Regions from separate parts of the Muntiacus reevesi genome. Here region 2 is linked to region 1. A link is a contact called in public Hi-C data. All regions are on one chromosome and are shown on one strand. Each heading gives the region's core, a stretch centred on a gene start, on an enhancer-like site or on the middle of the called end of the contact. The rest is flanking DNA. Distances are from core to core; before and after follow the strand shown.

The links. Hi-C and Micro-C count contacts between places; a contact is called where the count stands out from the background.
Region 2: a contact with region 1 is called in a Hi-C map of blood, with 2.8 times the contacts expected there. The contact joins the promoter of SRSF5 here to the promoter of ERH in region 1. A contact is called at or near these places in 2 of 3 Hi-C or Micro-C datasets (blood and muscle).

The regions. Positions count from the first base shown.
Region 1 is chr7:78,038,120-78,046,007 of mMunRee1.1, forward strand. It overlaps ERH (ERH mRNA splicing and mitosis factor), which reads right to left and starts at 5,128. Exons shown (of 4, transcript XM_065940138.1): 1 at 4,992-5,128; 2 at 1,477-1,564. The coding sequence starts at 4,994. SLC39A9 (solute carrier family 39 member 9) reads left to right here and starts at 5,434. Exons shown (of 8, transcript XM_065940137.1): 1 at 5,434-5,895; 2 at 5,982-6,237. The coding sequence starts at 6,124.
Region 2 is chr7:78,331,747-78,339,634 of mMunRee1.1, forward strand. SRSF5 (serine and arginine rich splicing factor 5) reads left to right here and starts at 4,774. Exons shown (of 8, transcript XM_065940903.1): 1 at 4,774-4,927; 2 at 5,824-5,965; 3 at 6,276-6,346; 4 at 6,475-6,573; 5 at 6,867-6,936. The coding sequence starts at 5,840.

The sequences.
Region 1 (7,888 bases), core at 3,878-6,377:
CTTAGTTCCCTGACCAGGAGAACCTGAGCCCCCTGCATTGGAAGCAGTATTAACCACTGGACTACCAGGAAAGGTGTCATTAACAGGGGAAACTGGGGATAGGGAGAAGTACTTGGGAACCCTCTGTACTTTCTATTCAGTTTTTCTTTAAGCCTAAAACTGCTCTAGAAATTAAATGTATTCTTTTTTTTTTAAAGTTCAGTTCAGTCGCTTAGTCGTGTCCGACTCTTTGCGACCCCATGAATCGTAGCACTCCAGGCCTCCCTGTCCATCACAAACTCCCAGAGTGTACTCAAACTCATGCCCATCGAGTCGGTGATGCCTTCCAGCCATCTCATCCTCTGTCATCCCCTTCTCCTCCTGCCCCCAATCCCTCCCAGCATCAGGCTTCCCTAAAATCAGCAAAGGTTAGTAAAGAGTATTGCAGAATCAAAGACCAAACATGGTAATATAGATAAAGCAACAATCTAGAGTGTGTGCACAAAGTCTACCTTAATGGCAAGTAAGTCTATCAGCAGAGGAAGGGACTTGAGAAAAGAAAAGAACACAAGCTTTGCTTTAAAAATTAGAATAGAATCTGAGGAGCCATCTCTGATACAATGAGTAGCTTTTTGTCCCGCCAGAGGTCTACCCACCATTGGTTTTAAGAAGAGATTTTTAAGCCTAATCCAATTAGCTTCAGATAATTGGCAATTCCAGGGACAGCCAGCAGCAAATTTTATATTCCTATAAAATCTTTACAGAAGAGGTGAAGAATGTGCAGTTTGCTAGAAAGGGTGCAGGGTGTACACAAGTGGCTTACTGGGTGTGATGATCTAATGATGTAATGAAAGGATGTAAGGATGAATCCAGTTAGTGATGATCCAATCTACGTGCTCTCATCTAATGGTTTACTGGGGGCTGATACCTCCCTTCAGGGTGGTGCCAGCTTATCAAATGTACAATAAATTATACTGATTTGGTTCCATTTGCCTTTATTCACTGAACTAATTTTTTATTTCTTAACATTCTGATGGACTGTAACCTTAGCTTTTAATGTTTGTTTAGTAATTAGACTATTAGGTTGTGTAGGCACTATTAGGTTTCTCAAGCCTGTCTTAATAACTCTATTGAGTTTGACTAGACTATATAAGGAATACCTGTAAAATATTTACCCAGCACAGTAACAAAATAACATATAATAAATAAAGAATATTTACAAAACAAGCAGAGGCCTGGGAAAGTCACTATACATATGAGCTTGATTCTAAAAAGTAGAAATAACAGTGAATGTCAGGGTAAACAAACTCAAGACAACTGAGAGTCTTAGCACTTACCACTCTCACCCTGGGAGCAAGCGCAGACCAGCTGGTGTGGATGCTAGCTAGCGTGGGAGCCAGGAGACTCTATAGCCCATTCCACCTCCAGCCCCCAACCCCTTACTACCCCCAAAACAAAGTCAATGATTTCTACCCCTTGATTAGTGTTTAAACTCACCTTCCATGCACTCATTCACAGATTCATAGTCAGCGTAAGTTCTGCCTTCTGGCCTCTTGGTAGGCTGTACCAGCAAGATGGTGTGAGACTGCAGAGGGAAAAGTGATTTCAGTGTAAGTTTCTAACTCAGTATTTGAGAAATTCATAGTATGGGATAAAATCTCCATTCACCACACAAATTATCGTTGGTTATTAAAACACTATTAATTAGGGGAGTCTTTCTGCAATATTGATGCCTCTACCCAAGTGCAGCGCCAGAAGCTGGATTCACAACTTTTCTGTAAGGTCTCTTAGTCTCCCAGTTCTTAACAACTGCTGTCTCAAACTCTTATTGCACTTACTGCCTGTAAGTTCTCAGCATAAACTACCCTGTACTGTTTTTTCTCTTTTGCACTTTTCTTCCCAGCCAGATTGTAAACCTGCTTAGGTGTTCTATCTCCATTGGTCACTCTAATCCCATTAGGTTCCTAATGAAAACAGATATGGGCTGATGAAAGGAGAAAAAAGGAAAACACTGTAATGATTACAAGCACTTTATCAATCTATGTTTTTTCTAACTTTAGCACTACAGTGAAATCACATCTTATCCAGAGATTAGACTCAAACATTAAAGGTGTAAGATAAACTGGCAATATAAAATTAGTATATACAGTTAACGTTACCCTAGAAAATCCATTAAATTATTCACCCAGTAGGTGACTCACCATAAGGGGCTGTGTTATACTAAAATATTGTATTTTTAAGAACTAGAATCACAAAATAGCTAGAGGATATGACATAGGAAATGTGAATATGCCTAAAGATCAGCAGATCTTTCGTCTCCCATCTCACCCTCATTGGGGAGCATGCTTTCGTTTGTGGGTCTATTTCAGGGTTTCTCAACTCTGGCACTACTGCATCAGGGGCTGGAAGATTCCTTGTTGCAGAGGTTGTCCTGTGCATTGAAGGATGGCAGTATTCCTAGCCTATTCCCAGTAAATACTAGTAGCACCTGCACTCCCATGCCCTCCTCCCAACGTGTGGCAACTAAAAATATCTCCAGAACATTGGTCTGTTGAAAGTATAACCCCTTCCGTTTTTTTTTTTTTGCCAAGTGTGTACGGTTCACTAATTAAATTCAAATATGATGTAACCTCACTGTAAACCCAATGCTAAATCAAACTATTTATAATCTTTGGGAGATGGTGAAGAACAGGGAAGCCTAGTGTTACAAAGAGTTGGACATAACTGAGTGACTGAACAACATATTCTTCTCTTCTGCTGTATTAGTTTTTAATAAAAAACAAACAAACCTCTTAAGGACAGGAACTAAATGTTCTGAAATAATCAGACTTTTTAATGTCCAACAAACTGCAACTGAAAGAGATGATATTGAGAGTTTCTGAATAAGCACCGCCCCCGCCCAAACAGTACTTTGAACACAATGTGAAAAACAAAGGAATTTATCATACTCCTCCCTCTCCATCAAGAAGTGAGTCATTCTGATTAACAGTTTGAGAGGATCTGAGATAGAACTTGATGACAAGAGATGAAAAGTAATTCTGTCCTATAAAGACCTGAACACAGCCAAGGCCTTTCTTAAATAGTGATCAGAAGTCAGAGAAAACAGAATGTTAGATTACTGGTTATTTAAAAACCACCAATAGTTTCAATGGCTCATATGGTGAGAAGAAAAATGACTTTATAGAAACTATACTAACATTCCTGTAAGAGGACCTGTCCCACATACCAGCCAGACAAGTTGCTACTATATTAATTTTCTTCTTATTCTAATAAGGACCAATTCACTTAAGAGTAAAGATACGAAAATGGCTATACAGTATGCTCCTTTTTATATTTACCCTTAAAGTGAACCTGAACAAAGTTTACTATTTTTAATACTTACTGCCCAAAGACAAGGCTTAACAATTAGGAACAAGGAATGACTAAATTTACAAAACTATAAACAAAATTATCAGATTTTTCCTTCTTCTAAACAGATTTGGTCCAGCATTCCTTAGGTTACTCTTTCTTAGGGGAATGACCAGTAGTAAATAAAAATATAAATACATACAGGAATAGATATATCTATTAATATTTGCCACAATAGAAAAATAACACTGTGAAACCTAAATCAAAAAAAGTTATGCAGAATTACCTTAATAATATCCTATTCTCTGTTTACTAAGCAGTTATGATTCACTCTAATGAAGAGTTAATCTATTAATCTGTTTTTAAAGTCTCACAAACATGAACCTTAAGAACAGTTAGTCATTCTACTGTTACAGATATGCTACAATACATACAATTGGTTCTTGAGTTTTAAATGCATCTCTCAAACTACCAAAAAAGAAAGGAAGGAAGAATAAAAAAAAGAAATTGAACCAATATTTAAGACTTTTGAACCAGTATTCACTTTAAATACAAATTCCAATTTTCAATTTTACACGAAATGATAAAGAATTATCACTGATAATTGCTCAATGATAATAGAGTGTTCATATTAACTGCTGTCATATCCCCAGATTTTAATCTAAGCATTTAAAAATAATATCAAATAAAGGCAGAGAAAGAAGGAAACTCCGAAGTGAAATGACTTGCTCAAGGTCACACTGCTAGTTAAGACAGGAACTGGAAACCCAATCTCCTAATTCCCAGTCCTCCTTGGGAGACTGTTGGATCAAACACTGGCCTATCTCAATCCAGAAAACTATAACCTGAAAAAGTTCCTTGTTAACAATAGCTGCATGATCTGTTAATCTGCAGCAACCAGAAGACGAAAACTGAAGTGTGGAAGCAACCACGATTCTTTGGAATCCTCGTGAGCATCTCCTTTTTGCAGATTACAAAACACAAACACACAAGCCAAAAAACAACCCTTCCCACCCATTCTACTTAGATTCTAAGTAAAGTGGACCCTGAGCTGAATCTATCTTTTCAACTTCCAGACCCAAGAGACTATAAATAAAGGTAAGCACAGGATGGGTGGCTGGAGGGGGTTAAAAAAAAAAAACAACACCAAATCGGCCCCTACACGTCTTAGAAACGAGGGAAAATGTATTTTTTCAAAAAAGGCAGAGCCCAGAAAAACAAAAGGGAATATGGTCGGAAAAGCACGCTACAAAGCAAAGATGTTCCCTCCCGGCCCACACGGGGGATGCAGTATTCAATCTGTCAGCTTCGAGACGGACTGTCAGACATCCCTCGGCCATTGTTCCTATAGTAGGCTGGGGCGTTTGGAAGGAAAGGGAAGCGCCCCCACGCCTGCCTCTACCAAGCAGCAATCGGAAGAAAGAGCAACCTCCGTAACGCACGCCTCGCCAGAGCCAGCAGGCGGGCGCGCAACCGCGGGGCGGACCCGGGATCCGGGGCCTAGCGCCAGGCCCAGTGCCTCCGCGGCGGGAAAGAGAAGGGTCGACTCATAAGCTGGAGTGCGGAGCGGCAGCACGCTAGCGCTGGATGGGGTGGGGAGATGTATGGGCGGGGGTCGCCCCGGGGGGGTTGGGGGTTCGGGTAGCCGGTTAGGCCTTTCTCACCATCGCGCCAAAGTCTCCCGCTGCAGCCGATGCCGACTCCGCCGCCGCACACGAGCTTACCCGCAACGCCGCCAACAGCCAATCCCCGCGAGAGGAGCAGCCGGAAATCGTCAGAGGCGCACCGCGAAAGAACCTTTCGGACCATAGAGGCTCACGGATTTCCGGCAGCTAGAGCAGAGAGTGACTCTGTTTCAGCCATCTTGGATAAGGGAAAGGAAGCACACAGGGAACGTATCGGAACTTGAAAAAGGAGCACTTTTTTCGAGACACGATCTTCGGTACTCGCGTTATTAGACGCGCGGCTAAAGTGATCACCGGTATACACAGTGACACAAGCCATCTTTCAGTGGCCCCACTCAAAAATGGCGGCGGTATAAGAACCCTGGGGCATAGGTCGGTTGTAACCCCGGAAGTACCCTTCTAAAGGAGGGGGCTGTAAGGCAATCCGGAAGTGGATGTAATGAAGAGGTGCCACTTGGCGGCCATGGCAGCTGTAGTATCGGTGGCTCCGGGTCAAGGCCCCTCGGAGTGGAGTAACATGGGCAGCACTGGGTATAGGGTAGAGACAGCTTTGTATCAGCTTCACTGCTGAACCCCACGACCCGCCATTACCGGCCTGCAGGACTCCTTTCCTCACTCTAGACTCGGAGGAGAGTTTGCCGTGATTGGTGGGCTGGTCCCGGACCTGGGGGGGCGATCACCTGCGGGGGTGCCCCAGGGAGATAGGGGAGCAGGGAGAACGAACAAATTCGCCTGGGTTTTCGTCCTTTTCTTGCTGCCATCGGGAACATTGCTTGTGGAGGAAGTAGGCCCATTGTGCTGCCCGTATTCCGACGATTGAATCAGTAGCTCCTTCGTATAGTTTCCCGTTGACTTCTCATCTCTGTTAACCCATGGGAATCCAGTGAGTGGTATATGAAAACTTACGGGCTGGGACCTAAGATTGCTGAAAGTTGTTTCTAGTATCAGCAAAAAGGGGATTCTTTACAGGTACGTTCAAGAGAGAAGTGTCTCGTGAACGCATCTGCTGGTGTGGAGGACGAAAGAACTGGAAAGTCCACCTGTTCTTTTGGAACAATCACACGTGTTTAAGGACCTGAGCTCCCGAAAAATTATAGACTAGTGGTATTGGATGAATAAAGAAGGCAGAATGGATGATTTCATCTCCATTAGCCTGCTGTCTCTGGCTATGTTGGTGGGATGTTACGTGGCTGGAATCATTCCTTTGGCTGTTAATTTTTCGGAGGTAAGCGCTCAATTTTCTGTGTTCTATCAGCTGTCAGGATGGCAGCTAGGAAGTAGTGACAGTTAAAAGGGAAGCTGCTCCCCCATTTAATAGCAGAGCTAAAGGTCTTCTTAAGGATGACTATTTTCAGAAGATGCAAAACATTTAATAATAGAAACAAACCACTTATTTAGCACAAGTTCTTAACGGAGAGGGATGGGGCGGGGAGTGGATCCACTGAAGATCCTTGGATACTCTGAACTTCCTGAAATTGCATACCAAAATTTGGGACTCTACATTTTCCAGGAAAGACACCGTAATGTTATTTTGATACCCAGAAGTTTCAAAGAATCAAGGTTCTGGATGACTGTCAAAATATACATGAAGAATATAGTTTGTTCATATGAGTTGAAATCAATATAATTTCTTTTTGAGAAAATCAGGCATAGCTTTTTGGTAAAAGGTTTTTTGTGTTGTTTTTTTTTTTTTTTGATACCTGTAATTAGATTGAAATAAGGAAAACAACTGGATTGTTCTTAACTCAAACTTCCTTTTAAAGGAGAACATTGGACAGGTTTTTGAAGTTGTTTTCAAATCTATTTGTTTAGAAATGAATTTTTTTGTTAATATGGTTTGACATTTTGTTTTAATTTCTTTGGTTCTTTATTATCACTTAAACGAACTTTAACAGGGAAGAAAGATGAAAGCATTGTTCAGTGAAAGTGCAGATGGATTCTTTGGGCTGTTGTAAGGAATTCACAGCTTGCACAGTGCTAAAAGATTGGGAGAGAAAAACTACTGCATTCAGGATTTCTTTTTTTTTTTTTTTTAATTTTTATTTTTTTTTTTATATTATTTTATTAGTTGGAGGCCAATCACTTCACAACATTTCAGTGGGTTTTGTCACACATTGACATGAATCAGCCATAGAGTTATACGTATTCCCCATCCCGATCCCCCCTCCCACCTCCCTCTCCACCCGACTCCTCAGGGTCCTCCCAGTGCACCAGGCCCGAGCCCTTGACTCATGCATCCCACCTGGGCTGGTGGTCTGTTTCACCATAGATAATATACATGCTGTTCTTTCAAAACTTCCCACCCTCACGTTCTCCCCCAGAGTTCAAAAATCTGTTCTGTACTTCTGTGTCTCTTTTTCTGTTTTGCATATAGGGTTATCGCTACCATCTATCTAAATTCCGTATATATGTGTTAGTATACTGTAATGTTCTTTATCTTTCTGGCTTACTTCACTCTGTATAATGGGCTCCAGTTTCATCCATCTCATTAGAACTGATTCAAATGAATTCTTTTTAACGGCTGAGTAATATTCCATGGTGTATATGTACCACAGCTTCCTTATCCATTCATCTGCTGATGGGCATCTAGGTTGCTTCCATGTCCTGGCTATTATAAACAGTGCTGCGATGAACATTGGGGTGCACGTGTCTCTTTCAGATCTGGATTCCTCAGTGTGTATGCCCAGAAGTGGTATTGCTGGGTCATATGGCAGTTCTATTTCCAGTTTTTTAAGAAATCTCCACACTGTTTTCCATAGTGGCTGTACTAGTTTGCATTCCCACCAACAGTGTAAGAGGGTTCCCTTTTCTCCACACCCTCTCCAGGATTTCTTAAGTATACCTTGATGTTCGACAGTAAGATAGTTTCACTGTCA
Region 2 (7,888 bases), core at 3,524-6,023, 290 kb after region 1:
GTGAGACACAGGGAAGTGTTTGCTAGGGATTCAGCAAGGATCTAAGATGCTTCAGTGAAAGATCCTGGAAAATATGCTCTCCCTTCCTTTGGCCTTGGTGAAGTGAGGCTGTGAGGCTAGGTCTTCTAGCATCTTGCTAACACAATGTGAGCCTGCCTGGGAATGAAACTGATACTCGAAGGAAGTTGAGCCAAGAGAAGGATGCCAGAGATTCTCTTGAACTCTGCATCCAACCAAGCCTACAGTGGGGCCAGTCTACAAATTGCTCAGTTATACTAGCCAATAGATAAACTCATTTTATTAAGATGGTTGTACCAGGGTTTCGGTTCCTTGCCATATAAAAAGTCCTGATTGTGGCTGCTGTCCCTCTCAGAGTCCATTCCCTCTAAAACATAAATCTGATCATATTTTCTTCTGCATAAAACCTTGCAACATCTACTCAGTGTCCTCTAGATAAAGTCCAAGCTCATTAACATGGTAGTTGAGACGCACTATTATGGTCTCTGTCTCTATCTCCAGCCTCTTCTTTCCTTGCTTCCATTTTATACAACATTCAACTATTTATACCATGTGCCCTGCTATTCTGAAGAGTGTCTGGGAGCACATGAGTCATAATCAGGAATTAGGGTGGTGAAAACCATCAGAGAAAACTAGAATCAGCCTCCTCAAGGTGGCGCAATGCAGTAAAGGCAGAAGGCACAAGAGACGAGGAGGGTTCTATGCCTGGGTTGGGAAGATCCTGTGGAGAAGGAAATGGCAACCCACTCCAGTATTCTAGCCTGGAAAAATCCATGGTCAGAGGAGCCTGGTGGGCTACAGTCCATGGGGTTGCAAAGAGATGGATACAACTGAGCTCACATAAGCACGCGCGCACACGCGCGCACACACACACACACACACACACACACACACACACACATTCAGGATCACCTGGAAGCCCGACACCTAGACCCAGAAGCCGCACCAGTCCTTATGTGCTAATACTGGAGGTGCTGGGCTATCCTGGTCACCAGAATCCAAGTTTCTGCTGCTCTCGTTCCTAATAGTATCTCACTGTGAATGCAGCAAGATCTCCACCTTGCTCAATAGGATGCCTAATTGCTTCACCAGCAGGATATCTGACTCAATTCTCCTTATCCAAGGTCATTTGAATTAAATACTCAATATCAAAGCTCTTAAGTCAGGAGATTGCTTATTTGAGGTACAGAGATCAGGAAGAAGCTTCCCTTTCCTTCCACAGCTCTTTATCTGAGAGTAAGCCATTTCTTTCGGACTAAATTTGACCTACTTCAGGGTACTTAGATTTATCAAACAGACAAATGTCAAGTGTTCTTCACTGGATTGGTCCTGTGTGACTTGACTCTAATTATTGTACTAGGGAAAGAATCATTGCCAGGATTGGGTCTGCTCTGGGGGACGGAGTCTCTTCCAGTCTGGGTCCTTTAACCTGGGACTCTTTGCTGCAGGGCTTGCACTTGGACAAACATCTCCTCCAACAACAAAATATAAAGAAACTATAAGGGACTAAAAATAACTGTGTGCATGGGCAGTTGGGGCAAATTATGGAAAACAAGATACAAAAAGAACAGAAAGACCAACTGCCACTTCTGAAGAGCCTGGAGCAAAAAACAGGATGTCAGGAGCAAAGGCAGGGTACTTCCACATGCCCCCTGCACTCAACACAACCAAAGGGGTGGTCCAACCACCTAAGCCACCTCTTTGGTGGGACTCCTAGACCTGCCTCTACCCTCACCCCATAAGGAACAAGCTCACCCCACTCAGCAAGTGAGCAAGGGGACATGTTTCTTCTTGCTCCCTCTGGCTCCAGCAGGGGCCCCAATAAAGCATTGCCTGAATTTCTATCAGTTTCTATTGATTAAGAAGGCCAAGAACCTTAGTCAGTGACATGTGTGCCCCACTACAATGGTTCGTTAGGAATCATTATTTGGAGAGTTGGTATTCTGAGGCTTCCTTTTTTAGTTATTTTTTCCTGAGTGGTTAAACAACAAATATTTATTTTCTCACAGTTCCAGAGATTGGTCCCAGAATGGTCAGGTTCTGGTGAGAGCCCTCCTCCTGGCTTGCTAATGGGATTTCTTGCATGTCCTCATGTGGTGGAAAGAAAGCTGTGGTGTCCAGCCCTCTATTATAAACGTACCGTGTCTATCGGATCACAGCGCTACCCTTAAGAGGTGGCTTCCCTCTGGATATCAGAGAGGTAAAGAGCCTGGTCCGCAGTTGGGGACCAGTCCCCAGTTCCTGACAGCTTGTTGGGTGGAGTAGGTGTAGAGGACAGCTAACACTGGGAGGCAGCTCTTGGGAAGAAATGGCCCTTGTTCAGTTCTTTCTCTCTTTTATAAATGCTATGAACTGTTTGACTTTGGGATGTTTGTTTTTTATATTTTACCTGCAAAGGATTTGGGGTCATGAAAAAGAAAGTACACTTCTGTCTTCCTGGGTCCCCTTGTTTCAGCAGTTTAAACTCCCCTGTGATTGTTGTCCCTTCTGACTTGAGAGGGCTGCCTGGATCACTCATTAGAGCTGAAATGTGATACCTTACATGCATTATCTCACCTAATCCTCATGATACTCTTATGAATTAACTACTATTATTGACCTATTTCTCACACGTGAAAACTGAGGCTTAGAAAGACCCAGTATCATGCTGCGAGTCTTCCATTCTCTCCTTTGCAAATATGGTTGGAGGACCTGTGGTATGCCAGGCCCTATTTTATTCTCTGGAGCTTCCCATACTAAGTGTTGGGCCTGAAATTCCAACACACATCTGATTCCAGATCTGCACATTTTGCTGATGGGCTCAGCTGCTTCCCCTGTGGATGTCACCTGTAACATAGACTAAATGCTTTGGTCCTTGATAGTAAGAGTTGATGCTGAATTCGTTCATACCTTCTAGCTTTGTAACACAGAGATGAAAATATAGCTGAAGTTACTTGTCCTTGATGTGAAATTTGCTCTCCTGATTTAAAAAAATGCTATAGGTTTTTGACTTTCCCTTTGAGTATGTCATTTAACTTTAGAAAGAAAATCCTTTAGATCCACAGACTTAGAAAAGGTGCCCGGGGCTGAATCAAGGTCCTACCATTTCCAGCTGTGTAACTTTGAGCATTGGTTTCAACATATTAAAAAAAAAACACAAGGATATGAACTGACATCAGAGAGTTGTACAAAGGCTGAACTGGCTGATCAATCCAAAGCCCCAAGCACTATGTGTGGTGTACAGTAAGGGAAAATGAATGGCAGCTTTCATTAAGGAGGCTGAAAATTGTAAAGAGGCTGCTGGATTTTGCAGTTGGATTGATGATGAACATTGAGAGCAGGTCAGTGGAGACGTGGGGTGGAGGTCTGGCTATAGGTGAATGAGAGCTTGAGAAAGTGACACCTCAGAGTGTAAAAACTACCTGCTCTTGGAACTCTGCTGTCCATCCAGTGATTAAGACTCCAAGCTTTCACTACAGGGGACATGGGTTTGATCCTTGGTTGCAGAAATGACATTTCACAACCGAGATCCAGTATGCTTCGAGGTGTGGCCAAAAAACCAAACAACAAGAAACTACTTGGTCTGTAGCTAAATATATTGGCTTAAGAAAGGTGAGATGGGGCAGCTTTAATGAGTGATACATGTTGAGGTGGGTTTTTTTTTTTTAATTGTCAGTTAGATAAAATCAGGGATGTGATGAAGGAAACATTCCAGTTATGCGGAAAGTCTCCCAAAGAGATGACTTTGATAAACTTTATTTTAATCTGATTTCTATGCATCTTTTTTCCTTTACTATAGATTTGCTACTCGGATATCTTAGGAAAAGGATGCCAAGTCATTTTGTTGAAACATTAATACAGGAACAGGAACACTTAAAAAATTGCTAATGTAAACCCAGTTCTACAAATATTGAGTCTTTTCTATGCTAGGCATTTCTGGAAAACAAAACATGAATAACACATATCTTTTTTATGTCAGTGTTGAAGGAATTACTGGGGTGTACACAGACTACCGCTGGATCCCATAGAAGGGAGAGTAATTCTACTCATGAAATAGGGCTTTTTTTAATTGGAGAAGCTGGTCAGAAAATCTAGTAGGGAGACTTATTCAACAGTTTTCACAGAAAAAACAATCACTGCAGAAGACAAATGGTTTAAAATACAGTCGATTAAGTCACTAGGCACTACTCAAGACCAATTACCTTTGTGGAAGTCAGAAACTTTTTAACGTTAAGTAAATCAAGATACTTTATTAAAGAATTAATCATGAAGACAATCACAACACTTCGGGCTGAGAGCAGCAACTTTTTAAATGGTGGATAGCACCATTATTCTTGTTTTTCACAGAATGTAGAGAATAATTGCAATTGAAAGACTGATTTCTTTTATAAAAAATATTATGCAGGAAGCTAAGGAGCAAGGCTTGGTCAGAGACGGTCAGATATTTTCAGCAAAATCCCAGTTTCTTTCACCCAGTACTCTTTCGGGTATTAAAAAAAACTTCAGATAAAAAAGGCGACCATTTGCCTTCGGGTATTTTTATGGGAGGGGTAATGATGAACCTAACGTCATTGCCTAGGAGGTGCGAACGTTGTGGACCCCGGCCTCCCAGCCCCGAGCACCTGACGGCTACGCCCATACCATGTCCCGCCCCTCGGCCCCGCCCACCTCGACTCAGGGTCACTGGGGCCAGCGCCGTAAAGAGGCCCCGCCCGGCGGACACCTCTGTCCCCGGACCCAAGGGGTGTTGTCGAGGGTGGTCCCGGAAGTGACGCAGGGACGCGCCCTCCATTTTGTGGGGCGCCAGAGCAGCTAAGTGCGTCAGTTGTGGAGAGACGTAGACGAGTTGAGTCCTGGTCTGCGGGGAGGCGACCGGCTCTATCGCAGACTACGGACCTCTCTGGGTCTCAGCTGCCAAAGATCCTGTCCGGTAGGTGAGTGGCTCACTTTGAGGGAAAGGCTTCTCGGATCGAGGCTTCTTCATGGCCGCTCAGATCGCGAGTGGTCAGGGCTGCTCTCTGTGCGGAGGACGGCGTCCAATGAGCGCAGTTTATTCGAGGTGGGCGCTGGGGCACGTCTCCCTTTGGGTATTGTGTGAGGGGACCTGAAGGTGGAAGGGCGGTCCTGGGCAGGGTCGTTTTTACAGAGGGGTCATGCGCCCCTCCCTGCCTTTTTGTTTCACTGTCTGAACCCCGGGAGTAGTGGGCCGAGACCTTTGCTCGGGGTGTGGTCGGGGCTGTCCCAGGGTGGGTACAGTGATCCGGAGAGGTGGGGTCGGGAGAGCGGGAGGGAACGGGGGGGTTTGGCACGCGCGGTTATCCCCATCGCCGGCTCCGAGGCCGCCATTTTGTGGCTGCTCCGCGGCCACCCGCCGCCGTCTGCGCAGGCGCGGCGGTGGCGTCGCGAGATTCCGGCTTCCACCCGCTGTGACGCTCCCGGGAGGCGGCGACGCGCGTGCAGCCCGTCGCCATTGGGCTGGCCTTGCGGAGGGCGGGGTCGGCTCCGCCCGCACTTCTCGGCCTTTCCTAACTGCGGCAGATGGGAGGGGGCCAGAAGAGCCGGGGAGAGTGTGCGGCTGCGCAGTTCCAGAGGCGGCAGTGGGCGTTGCGGTTGCTGCGGTCTGGGCCCAGGGAAGGATCGTGTTGGGAGCCGAGTTTTAATTTTGTCTGCAAGGGACCCGGCCTAATAAGAGGCACTCTTGGCAATCTTGTTTATAACATCACCGGGTAAACATTTTATTTTATGCTGTTTATGTTTTTGGTCCCTTGACCAGGCATTCCTCTGACATTCACTGGTACTATCTCAATTGAATTTATTTCCTGACAGAAAGTACTAGCTGGACATGAGTGGCTGTCGAGTATTCATCGGGAGGCTAAATCCGGCGGCCAGGGAGAAAGACGTGGAAAGATTCTTCAAGGGGTATGGACGAATAAGAGATATTGATCTGAAAAGAGGCTTTGGTTTTGTGGTAAGTGTTTAGAATTGGTTGAATTATCTATTCTTAGTGGGTAAAGATTGTTAGAAGCAGTGCTTTTAAGTTTTTTGAGTCCCAGCAGAGTATGTTTGGGAAATATGCCTTCTTAAGGTAGTGAATTTTCTTAACGGAGAAAAGAATTTCACTCCTGGCTGGAGAAATCATTTACGGTCCCTTTTTGATTAGACTTATCTATATACTCTTGTCATTAAGATATTCTTTCACAGGTATTGAGTGATTTTAATGTGTTGCAGAATAGACTTTTAAAGCAGTGTTAGGCATTATATATATGTGTGTGTTTTAGGAATTTGAAGATCCCAGGGATGCGGATGATGCTGTATATGAACTTGATGGAAAAGAACTCTGCAGTGAAAGGTGATTATTTTTAGTTTTATGACTTAGCACTCTGAAGATAAGCTAGGTATTGGGCTAGATATTTTTTGTAAATAGATCTCTTATGTAGCTTAAAGTGGATAATGAAGATTTTTCTTCCTTTCCTGTAGGGTTACAATTGAGCATGCTAGGGCTCGATCTCGAGGTGGAAGAGGTAGAGGACGCTACTCAGACCGTTTTAGTAGTCGCAGACCTCGAAATGATAGACGGTATGTGATTAATGGTGGATGGCTGCTTTGAACAAGCATTACTGTAGGAGGAGTCTTGATGTTCTAAAGTTGATAGCAGAAGTGATTTTGTTGTATATGTATAATCAATTTTGTCATTCATGTATTAGTCTACTGTTTCTAATAAGATTGAGTCATAAAATAATGCAGAAACTGTTGGTGGAAGTCAGTTGAATGACTTGTCGTACCTGATTGCTTGAACTTGCCCACAACTGAACACACTAGGTGCACGTTGCTGCATTTCTTCCATTGTGAGTACTCATTTTCTTCCTCAGAAATGCTCCACCTGTAAGAACAGAAAATCGGCTTATAGTTGAGAATTTATCTTCAAGAGTCAGCTGGCAGGTTTGTTGAAACACAGTTTTGAGATATTTTGATGTGGTTTTTTAAATATTAGTGGGTAGTTAATGTTTTTTATTAATTTTTATTAAAAGTAGTTTTATCTATAATGGACTTTTAATTGTAATTTTAAAATTTTAATTAAATGTAATTGGGGGATATTTCAAATTTTAATGTTAGTGATCAAATGTAAATGTTTTGAGGATATATTTTCTTGTTTTTAAAAATCAATTTTAACCAAATATTAAACCCTTTATTTGCCAGCCTATCTGTGTCGTTGGCCTTATGACGAGGAGTGCCTGTGGGTTATCCTAATCGTTGTCTTGGTCACTCTTGGTTGGGCCTGGTTGACTTTGCCAGTCAGCTCCTACAGTGATCAATTGGCCACCTCTAGATCTGTGTTTGCCGGTCTAGACGTAATCGGTGCACTTCTTGAAGTGCCAGGTTGCAGCGATCCCAGAGCGCTGATAACGTGATCTGATCCCTAAGTTGAGAGCTGTCTTCCTGTAACGCTTCCGAATAAGAGGTCCTGGTCGAAAAGAGTTGAAAGATTCGAAATTAGGTGGTCGTTGGAATCCTGATCGCAGTAAAGTGGTCCTTGGTAACTACACAAGAGTAGAACCTGTCTGCATCCGCCAATAGTCTGCTAATAGGGAGGGCTGTGCGATTAAAGGCTTCCATCGATTGGGTAGTGTCCTTCAAGTGGGTGGCGAAGAGCCAGTCGGGCATATGTCATGAAGGTTTCTCCGACCGATAAATGGTTTGCTGCTTGACTAGCCTAGGGAAATAATAATAAAGGTAAAGTAAACTTTTTTAATGACATATGGGGCACAAAATAACTGGTGTCTTGTAAATGTTTTGTTTTTAAATATAAAGTTTCTACTTTAGTCTTTACTTTAAAAATATGTATTGTTTCTTTTTGTTTTTTTTGTTTGTTTTGTTTTGTTTTTTTCCTTTT